2 separate regions of the Xenopus laevis genome follow, and region 1 is linked to region 2. Evidence: chromatin contacts called from public Hi-C data. All regions are on one chromosome and are shown on one strand. The core of a region is the stretch at or near the end of the contact, and the rest is flanking DNA. Distances in the headings are between cores, read along the strand shown. Region 1 has its middle 14 kb from the start of wee1.S. Region 2 overlaps swap70.S (switch-associated protein 70).

Region 1 (5,242 bases), core at 1,356-3,855, 57 kb after region 2:
TTTCACGATGGATGTGGATTAATATATATATATATATATATATATATATATTTGCTGAAGAAAGCGACACTCACAGGAAGTTTTTGATGCAAAATAACAGTGTATTTATTCCACTCAACGTTTCGATCCCCCACAGGGATCTTCGTCAGGAGATTACAAACAGCCAGAGCCTGTATATATATATGCACATATACAGGCCCACCATTAGAAATCACTGGGCCCCGTACAACCACATTTCGGGGCCCCCTGGGCCCCTCCAACCCTGGCACCCAAGCCCCGCCCAGACTCCGCCCACTTCACATCACAGTTAAAAGACCACACAGACATCAGCGCTAAAAAAGTAACCCCCCCACACACACAAGTTATAAAAAGCTATTGATGGTCAGGGCCCCCTTATAAGTTTTAAAAAAATAACACTGGCGCCAGGGCCCCCCATAAAAGTTTTTTTTTAAAAGCATTGGTGCCAGGGCCCACCTTATCAAGTTAAAAAAATTGGGGCCCCAAAAAATTTTTTTTAAATAAACATTGGTGGCAGGGGCCTATAGAATATTAAAATAATACATTGGTGGCCAGGGGATTAAAAAAAAAAAACACATATTGGTATTCAGTAGAATTGAACTCATGGCTTCAGGACTTCAACTTCGCCTCCTTTCGTCTTTTCGCCGCTTCAGGAGTTCGGCTGTTCGGCTTTTCGGCACTTCCACATATTTGGCTGTTCGGCTGGCCGCAGGCTTCAGCACTCACAAGGGGAGCCCGGCTCTTTCAAAACTGCAGCACTGCCGGACCTCCCTTCATGCCTGGGCCCGGCACACTTGTCCCCCTTGTCCCCCCCTGATGGCGGCCCTGTATATATATATATATCATACAGTGAATATCCCACAGTTGTTCTTATACCCTTGATCATATGGGGAGAATGGCCAATACCCTGATATTTTCCCTTATCTGAGCTCATTTCATGAGCAAATTGGGGTCCTTCAAGGGGGGTTCATATTTATCTGGGCATTTTTAAGACCTTATTTTAGAGTGAGCTCTATGGGGCTCAGGGTGCGTCTCTGTGCCAATCACAAAAGGGAACAGATAAAATAACTGGGAGAGGCAGAAAACAGTTAAGCACCCTCCTCCTTAATGATAGGGCTGCACTGGGGCAGCTGCATGGGAGTGGGTGAGTGCAATCAGCATATGTGGCATTATTCTGCTGAGGGTATATCATCTTATCGGGGTACAGTGGTGTAACTATAGAGAAAGCAGACCCCGCGGTCAGCGTTTGCAAAGGCGCGGGGGGGGCTCAGAGGTTTGGAAGTCAGGAGGGGGCCCCTGGGGACTCTATGAGGGCCCTTGGTGTCGTAGCCCCGGTGGGCCCCCAATGCTCTAGTCCGACCCTGCCCGGGGTCAGCTTGCTCTATAGTATTAAAATCCCCCCTCCCCGGCGCATCAAACCACTTCCACTTCTGATCCGATTGTTGGCCCAGGTCCCCGACGCTATGTGGCCCACCCATTGGATGTGGAGAAGCCCAAAGATCATTTTTAGAATTTACATTCCCAGCCCCCCCCCTGTTCCCCTCTGCTAATAAGTGGGAGGAAGGGGCCACTTCACAGCCTGGTGCTAGAGTTGGAAAATTAAAACAGGACGGTGGTACATTTCAGATGTTAGTTGGGAATTGCGGGATTTTCCCATCAGCAAAACTCCAGTGACAGCCCTGACAGGCACAAGTTTGGGGGGGAGACATAGACAATTAATTAATGAGGGGAAATCACACAAGGACGGGAGCAGTAGACCCTCCCCCAAGGGACCAAATCCATGAGAAAGTGTCAGCTGAGACAACTGTTTCCCAAGCACCAAGTGTCACCTACCTGGCACTTACATGGTTAAGTCAGTTATTCTGCTGAAAGTGTCAGCTGAGACACCTGTTTGCCAAGCACCAAGTGTCACCTGCCTGGCACTTACATGGTTAAGTCAGTTATTCTGCTGATAGTCACTCCTAAATTCTTGCAAAGGAAAGCTGCTTTTAGTGCAAACTACGTGCTAAATCCAAACATACGGTCAGCACACGAAACATTCCTTTTAAGGGTGGTCTATTGACCCCTGGGTGCAAATATTTACAGGCTGCGTAGCTTTGTGATTCCTCCCCCCATATCGTTTATCAAGGGGGAGAAATATTTACCCCCCCAGCTGTGTTTACAGAAGAGTGTTATTACTCGAACCTTCTACTAACTACCAGCAACCAATCAGCAGGCAGCATTTACTGCCCTGTGTCAGTATCATCAAACTGCCCCCTAGTAGGGCTCTTACAGGGAACAAAGTGGGATACATGATCAGCGCTCATCTGTAAGACCCTTAGGCTGCCCATTGACTGCTCAGGTTGATATACAAGTTAGTTCTCCATTGGAAGATCCAAGCTCAGATGCCAAAGCTTTGTAATCAACTCAACTCCACATTATAAGGCAGTTAGTGATATCACAATGAAGGGTCTTGACAGGGCAGCTGGAAACTCACCAAGCGATAGGGTTGGACAGTTTAATAGAACAGCCTGACCTCCAGTTCACGTGGCAGCCACCCTATCCCCAACCAGGAGGTGACAACAACAGCACAGGAATCAGAACCTCTGGGAGGTCATTCACATTGGCAGAGAAACATGGCACTAACTGATTAAAAACGACATGTTGCAACTGCTGTGTACCTCCGTGGTGTTTACTTGCTTCATATTGTGACCCACAGCCTCCTATGAGTCTGGACACACACAGACAGCTGATCTATCCCTCTGTGAGTGCAGCTGCAAAAGTTGTTCGGGGGGGGGGCAAGGAAGTGACCCGGCAGCTGAATTTGCAAGAGGGTGTCAAAGTGTCACCTGATCATGTGTCTGTCCATGGGTGGCCATTGCTCGTGCTGGAAGCATCTCCCCCGTGATTAGAAGAGCTCAGCCTGCTTTGGAAGCCAACGTTCACAGCAGGATAAGGGGCGCCAACTGATTTCTGGGGTTATTGATGCACCCAGGTGCGCCTGAGACTATAACTAGTCAGTTGTAAGAAAAAAATTAAATCCCTATATTGCAAATATACTTTTTTTTAAGAATCCCTGAACTTTGTAGTAAGCCTTTACTTCAGATTCCAGTCCTGTAGAGCTTACAATCTACTGAGATGGCCATTGGGGATACCTAGTATATTCCTTGACAAGTCTGTGTGTGAATTGTTTGGCCTCTCCTGTGAGTCTGAATAGAGATCAACACTGATGGCAGAAGATAGAGATCTTGGTCTGCTTTTATTGGTCTTCATTCCAGTAGGAACCAGGGCCATCATCTGGGGGGTACAGTTTGCACCATTTCTAGGGCCCTTCAAATTATTATTTTGTCTGATACACGGGAACCCTTAAATGTTAAACTTGTGCTGGTCCCCTGAGGATGAAGGGAACTTAACATTACCAAGAGGATCCAGCCACTGCCATATGACTGTTGAGTCTAGGACCTTGTCTAATTAGATCAAAAAATGTTGGTCTGTTTTGGAAAGGCCAATTGAGGAGGTTCCTTGGTTTGTGCCTCATGCAGCCCTCTGCTACATGGAGCTAGAATTAGAGGGGCATTTTAACTTAAAATGAATGTTCAAAGGCACCCATTGTGACATCAGGACATCAGACTAAAAATCTCCTTCTAGTCTAATCCTCCTCCACTACATAAATATAACTACAATATAATATTCTGTGCGGCATTCTATTGTGATATCTAAATCCATGCAGATCCCTCAGCATGACTGTGGCTCTGCACCGGGTGCAAACTTCGGCTTTGCTATCAAGGAACCATGAAGAGTCCGGGAAAAAACTGGAATTTCAGGTTAAACTAGTTTTTTACTTACCGGAGGGGGCCTGGGCTTCGTCACACCATTTTAATGTCTTTTGTTTACTCTACAAAGACTTCTCTTCCCAAACCCAAGCAAAGGTGACTTAGAAAGAGGCTTATGGGGATTCCCAAGCCCTGTGGCTACATCAGATCTATTATTACCGAGGAGTGGTTGCTAATGAGCAAAGGCTTCTGTGTAACAAGGTAGATGCCTACAGACAGTTCTCTCCCATGAGGCACGTGTAACCCAAAGGGTGAATTGAGTGATTTGGCCTCTTGCCCAGGGGAAGATTTAATTATACAGGACATAAAGGGGAAGTTGAGTTCTGTCTCCTACCACCTCCGCACCTCTGGGGTATCAGCAACCTGTAATACACAATGGGACTGACTTACCAACACTTGGTACACTTGGAACTATTATAGCAGAGTGACTGTTACCCAATGTTTCTATATATCTGTAACCTTGTTATGAGCTAAGGGGGTCCAGCCTGAAGGCCAGTTATGGGGAGATTTGGGTGGGAGGTTATTTGTGCCCTGGGTACCCCTGGAACTATAGCAGGGTGACTGTTACCCCAATGTTTCTATATATCTGTAACCTTGTTATGAGCTAAGGGGGCTCAGCCTAAAGCCAATTAGGGAGAGAATTGGGGTGAGTGCTTATTTTTGCCCTGGGTACCCCTGGAACTATAGCAGGGTGACTGTTACCCCAATGTTTAATAGAATTTATAGAAGTTATATAATAAAGGACAGCCTCTATTTCCATCGAATGCTGATCATCTGGCTGGTTGTGTATTAGTGATGGGCTGGCCTGATACCCTCAGGACCTTTGGGTCAGCAGGTTTAGGCCAACCTTTGCTTTTAGACCAAGCTTTGCTGCCCAGTGTCCCTAATACACGCAACCAGTGAGCCGGCACCTAAAGCAACTAAAGGGAGGAGAGGACAAGATTGTCTGTATAGAACAGGGACCCCCAACCTTTTGAACCCGTGAGCAACATTCAGAAGTAAAAAGAGTTGGGGAGCAACACTAACATGAAAAATGTTCTTGGGGTGCCAAATAAGTGCTGCGATTGGCCATTTTGAAGCCCCATGTGAATTGTCAACCTACATTGAGGTTCTGTTCGGCATTACACCTTTTATACAACTAAAACTTGAATCCAAGCCAGGAATTTAAAAAATAAGCAGCTGCTATGAGGCCACTGGGAGCAACATCCAAGGGGTTGGAGAGCAACATGTTACTCACGAGCTACTGGTTGGGGATCACTGGTCTAGAATCTGTTGCTAAAGAAGGGCAATAGGGCATTGGATCCTGGTGGGTTTCTATTATCAACACAACTTCATCCAGTTTAAAATGAAGCCTTTGCTGATTATTATTAATTATTATTAGTATTATTAGTATTATTATGTGGATAATGAGA
Region 2 (5,603 bases), core at 1,497-3,996:
AACTCAGAAACTCAGACGTTAACAAACCTAAAGCCACACCGTTAGTCCTGCACCCTACTTTTTTGTTCTGGCACCCTTGGGTGCTAGTCTGTACTGGGGCTCCTCTTCTCTTGCCAAGACTTTTCTCTTTGCTCCAGTTCTCCTTGGGTGAATGACGCTGGTCCCCAGTTTGTCACAAGCCCCGGATTCTTTGAACCTAAATTGCACATAGAGGAAATCAGATTTAAAAGGTGGCGCTATTCTATTGTTTCCTATAGGGGAAAAAAGGCAAAATGTGGTACTGCAAATATCAAACTCGTAAAGGTTTCAAGAAACCTCAAAATCTTCCAAGCTCAATTTCTCACCCCCAAACACACCCATTTCACCAACCTGGTTGTATTAGTCGCATTAACCCTTCATGTTGCAGTACTTTGTCTTTCCAAGATCTGGTCTTGCTGGTGGCCTCCTCTAGATTCTTTGACACTTGCTGCAAGTAGGATAGTTGCACAATATTATCACCTGGCAGTCATATTGGCCAAAATGTGTTAATATATGGTGACCCATGAGGTTCAAGTCATGATGCATGGAGGAAGGGTTAGTAGAGGCAGTAGGGGACCCACAGGTACCAAGGTTCAATTTATGGACCACAATAGGGGCTTGTGGGGGACATGTGGAATTTGGGACGGTGGGGAACCTGGGTTTAGTCTTATGAACAAGTATGCTATAAACATGTATTCATTTAATTGGGGCCTCATTCTGCTTAGCTGGCTCTATGATTTCCAATAGCGGTACTGAGGCTCTCACCTGGTACTGCTCTAGCGCCAGAATCCGTTCCTTCTCCAGCTGCTCCAGTTGCTGCATGGCATCCTGCAGAGCCTTCTCCTTCACCTCGCGGATCTGCTCCAGCTCCTTCTTCTCCGCCTCCGTCATTTTAATGGCCGCCTCCTGCTCCTTATGGAGCTTCTCCAGCACTTCTCTCTTGGCTGCCTCTTCTTCCAGAAGCCTGCACCCCAAACTCATGTCAGTAACTTTCATTATATCTGTAATCTATTTATCTATCTGTCATCTATTGGTCATCTATCAATATGTCATCTACATATCATCTATCTGTCATCTATCTAGAAATCTGTTGTTTATATATCATCATTTATCTGTCATCTATCAATCTATTTATCTGCCATCTATCTGTCATCTAACAATCTCTTTGAGATCTATCTGTCATTAATATATCTATATGTTTGTCATTTATCAAGCTATTTATCTGTTTGTCTGCCTGCCTGTCTGTCTGTCTATCTATCTATTGCCACCCACCTGTCAGTGTATTATACAGCCTAAGGGCAACAATAACTAACATTGCACCAATCCCTGGGTCAGTCCCTCCCCCAGGGTTATAGAAACAGGAGACCTGGATTACCATGAGTTAAGTATTGTTTTGTTTTTAGCATTAGTGGGTTTGTTGTGAAACAAGTAAAATAAGATGGATTCAGTATTTGAAATAAGAAGCTAAAGCCCAGTCAATAATCAATAAAAGAGAGGGCTTGGGAACAAAACCCCCTCTACTCTTCTACAGTATAAAGTCAATTTCATGAAGTCCTGTTATTCCACACTAGGTGGCGCCATTACCCTACAATATACAAAGAACTGTAAGGACCTCTAATTGGGCAGCCAATATAAATATATATAAATATTGAGCAAAAAAACTCCAACACTTAAAGATAGTGTAACCGCCCGAGGGTAACTGATGCTCATAATTATGTAGAGCAGATGATTTCTCATGAAAAAAAGCTTTGGACACAATAGGGTCAGCGATAAGATTGGCAAATACACATGATGTCAAAAACATAAGCCATGATGACAAGTTCTGCTCTGATTTGAAATGACTGTAACGTGTATGTAGCAGGGAACTTGTGAATTAATTCTGAGCACTAATCATCTGTGATTCATTGTGGGTGATGAGGAGTGTACATGTGCATGAGTGAGCGTACATGAGTGTGTACAAATGTGCTTGAGTGTACACAAGTGTCTGAGAGTGTGCATTACTGTGTCTGAGTGTGTAAATGTGCTTGAGTGTGCATGAGTGAGTGTACATGAGTGTGTAAAAGTGTGCTTAAGTGTTTGTGAGTGTGTACAAGTGTGCTCATGAGTGTGCATGAGTGTGTAAGAGTGAGTGTGCAAGAGTGAGTGTGTAAGAGTGAGTGTGTAAGCGTGTGTGTGAATGTGTAAGAGTGAGTGTGCATGGGTGTGTAAGAGTGAGTGTGCATGAATGTGTACGCGTGTGTATGAATGTGTTTGAGTGAGTTTTATATGTTGTTGTTTGGAGTTAGTAAATCCATCACATATATTACAGATTAGACCTTTATCTTGGGTACAAAGTGTGCTGCTGCTATTTCTGTCTCCAACACAGTCACTGAAATACACAAGGTCCATAAATCTGGTGCTGTTCCTGGGTCCGGTCATTAGGAAGCAGCAGTTGGATGACCTCAGCCAAAAACCTGCCCCATTTGCTATGGACACTTTAGTGTAAGTCGCTATTAACTGAAAGTGTTTGATTTCACCAATCAGAAGAAAGGAGCAGAGAAACGCAGCCAATAGATGGACAGGAGAAGAAGTCCATACCGTGCCTGATGGAGCCTGGCGTTCTCCTCCTCTTGACGCGCCTGCTTCTCATCATCCAGCGCCTCCTGAAGCTTCCGGTACATTTCCTCCAACTCCCGGACACGAATTAGATTCTGTTGTAGTTCATTCGATTTCTGTGCAACCTGTGCTTCCATTTGCCGACGGATCTGTTCAGATTACAAAAAGACACCTTAGCTTTACCCGCCATTGCCCAGGCCAGTCCCTGCCAGGGGTGCTGAGATACAACATGGTCGGCAGCCTCTAGTAAAATGAATTAGCACCCCTGGGTGGCTTATGTATATTTCTGGGGCACAAGGGATCTATTTACCAAAAGTTCTCGTTCCATTTCTGTTTGGAACCGGTCCTGTAACTGCGTTTGCGTCTCCTGCCGTTTGCGCTCTTCTTCCATGGCACGAGCCGCAGCCTCCCTCAGTTCCTGGTAAAACAAAAAGAAAATTTTTGGATTTTTGGCTCAATAAAATGAAGAACACAATTTGGCTCATTTATGAACCCACGTGGCGTGTGCAAAGTGTAATTGTGAACACAAGTCACCGTCTAATATACCTGGAGTGCACTGAATTCTCCCACAACTCAAGCGAACTTGTGGCCACATGAGGGGCAGCTGTTTCTGGTGAAATTTTGCCCGATTCGTCCTACTTGTCAACTTGAAGATAATGGTAGCTGACCAGCACCGCAAGTTCTGTCCAACGTCTTCCATGATGTGGCCAAACTCTCGAAATAGTCATAACGAGAAGTCTATAGGGGCGCATAGGTTGACCAAGGGACATATAGCTGCCCTGGAGGGTTACCAGGCAGGCTGTGGGCCTCCAACTGGACAACCTGTAGTCTGGCACCCCACACAGTCTCTTAGAATTTTCATTAGTGTGCCAGAGTGTTGTCTGAGTTTCCAAATGATGTCAATAATATGAGATATAATGGTGCTTAAGGCATTTCATCTCGGTAACATTTCCAAAGAATAGTCTATGACAATCCCTCTGCTTGTGGCAGATATCATTAATTAAAGGTGAGTATAGGTATGTGAGCAATGAGCAGAGCCAGTGTCAAAGACTTTTCTCATAGACAAAGAACCCCATCCACTATTGCTTTGCTCTCACCTTCCTCGTGACTTCTAACTCCTGCTGCTTGGTCTCATTGGCCAGCTGTAGCTCCTTCATCTTCTTCTCCATTGCCTCTTGCTCTGCCAGCAATTTCTTCCGCAAAGCCCTTCGTTTCTGACGAGCCTCCTTGTGTGGTGGAGGGAGTTGGAACTTGCGCAGATTGACCACTGTCTGTATGGCTGCAGGAGATCAGGCAGGTAAGATAGGTCAGGCAAGGTAGATAGGTCCAAACAAGAAGACAGACAGGGTCTTTGGGAACCACCCTTCAACATTTCCATGTCCTTCTAATCCTCCAAATTAGCATTAGTGGATCACCCCCAACCTTTTTTACCCATGAGCCACATTGAAATGTAAAAAGAGTTGGGGAGCAACACAAGCATGAAAAAGGTTCCTGTTGGTGCCAAATAAGGGCTGTGATTGGCTATTTGGTAGCCCCTGTGTGGACTGATAGCCTACAGGAGGCTCTGTTGGGCAGTACACCTGTTTTTTATGCAACCAAAACTTGTCTCCAAGTCGGGAATTGAAAAATAAGCAGCTGCTCTGAGGCCACTGGGAGCAACATCCAAGGGGTTGGTGAACAACTTGTTGCTTGCGAGCTACTGGTTGGGGATCACTGTCCTAGAAGTTATAGATGTTCCTTGATTAATAACCAAACCTCTAAACTTATATTTTATTTGCAATAGGCTTGCAAATACTTCATAAGACCAAAGGTAGACAACTGAATGGATCTTTGCCCACTGTGGCTCTCCAAGTGGCTTCCCAATGGTTGAGGGTCTCTGCAGGCCCACCAGGAGAGGAATGTACCCAATCTTAAAAACCCTACAGCTTTATATGTGACCAACCATCAAAATATATTAGCTGGGATGGTCATCATTTAGGCACCACACATGGACCAATCAGCTACCAACTTATTGGTCTGTTATCCGGGTCATGATATACGTTATGTAGTAGAAATAAGTCTAAAGCAACTAGACTTTCTTGAAATTATTTCACCACTCATCCGAGGGCTTCTTCAGTTCTTAAGGGGCCATTTTCATGAAAACGGATAAAGTCCAAATGCTTTAGACTTTTTACTACTGGTGGGCAAGTTGGGCATCTTCTTCATCCAGACATGCCAACTGTGACCAACTCCCCACCCCCATACAGTCACTGTGGTTACTTCCTTCAGCCATATCATTAAAAATATGGGACAACTGTGCTAAGTATGACAGGAATTCTGACTGAGTAACGAACTCATGACCTAGTGTCCAAGAACCTTCTCTCAATACACTTGTATCCCTCATTCCAAGTATTTGTTTTTCCTCTATTTTACTCTGTCTGGAAATTATTATATTTGATTAGACAAAGATGACTCTGGCTCTGAATGGTGAACAAGTCAATGGAAGGGGAAAAGTTTAAAGTTGTAGGTTAACATCTGTAAAACCAGTCCTACTCATGTACCATGGGATGTATTGGACACCCAGTATGGGCTCTGCAACCATATATGTGTCAAACCTTAGAACTACCACCCTAGAACACCATGGATGGTAATTGTTAGAAGCTTTGAACTTCACCAGCTAAGCTGACTCAATACCTGGTTTCCAACTCACCTTGAATCCACTCTTGCTTTTTCTTTTTATCTGAAGCACTGATTTCGTAACTTTTCTCCAAACATTTCACAACAAAGAGGCACTTTCTCCCGTCTTTGTCTGGCAACGACTAGAGTAACATATAAGGGAAATTATTTTACTGCTTTATTGACCCACTGGTTTTGAACCCCTGATATAGAAAGATGAGGGTCTCTTGAGTGATCCTGCTATCAAAAAGCCAATGGGGTTGCCACAGCTCTAACACTTCCCATGCTAGCCCTGAAGATCCATTTAGCTGTGTTGCTATTTGGATTAGTTTGGT

The links. A called contact is a pair of places that touch in the nucleus more often than the background predicts.
Region 1: a contact with region 2 is called in a Hi-C map of the XTC cell line, with 2.3 times the contacts expected there. The contact joins two enhancer-like sites. A contact is called at or near these places in 3 of 4 Hi-C or Micro-C datasets (the XL177 cell line, the XTC cell line and animal cap).

Annotation. Positions count from the first base shown.
Region 1 is chr4S:18,909,751-18,914,992 of Xenopus_laevis_v10.1, forward strand. No RefSeq gene overlaps it. Among protein-coding and RNA genes, the nearest start is that of wee1.S, 14 kb to the left of the region's middle. Within about 2 kb of position 2,606, at least 4 of the 7 cell types and tissues checked have an H3K27ac peak or open chromatin away from gene starts, as enhancers often do.
Region 2 is chr4S:18,852,990-18,858,592 of Xenopus_laevis_v10.1, forward strand. It overlaps swap70.S (switch-associated protein 70), which reads right to left. Exons shown (of 12, transcript XM_018260292.1): 6 at 5,303-5,411; 7 at 3,711-3,892; 8 at 2,924-3,031; 9 at 2,596-2,762; 10 at 784-982; 11 at 370-466; 12 at 1-196. The coding sequence ends at 84. Among protein-coding and RNA genes, the nearest start is that of swap70.S, 23 kb to the right of the region's middle. Within about 2 kb of position 2,747, at least 1 of the 7 cell types and tissues checked has an H3K27ac peak or open chromatin away from gene starts, as enhancers often do.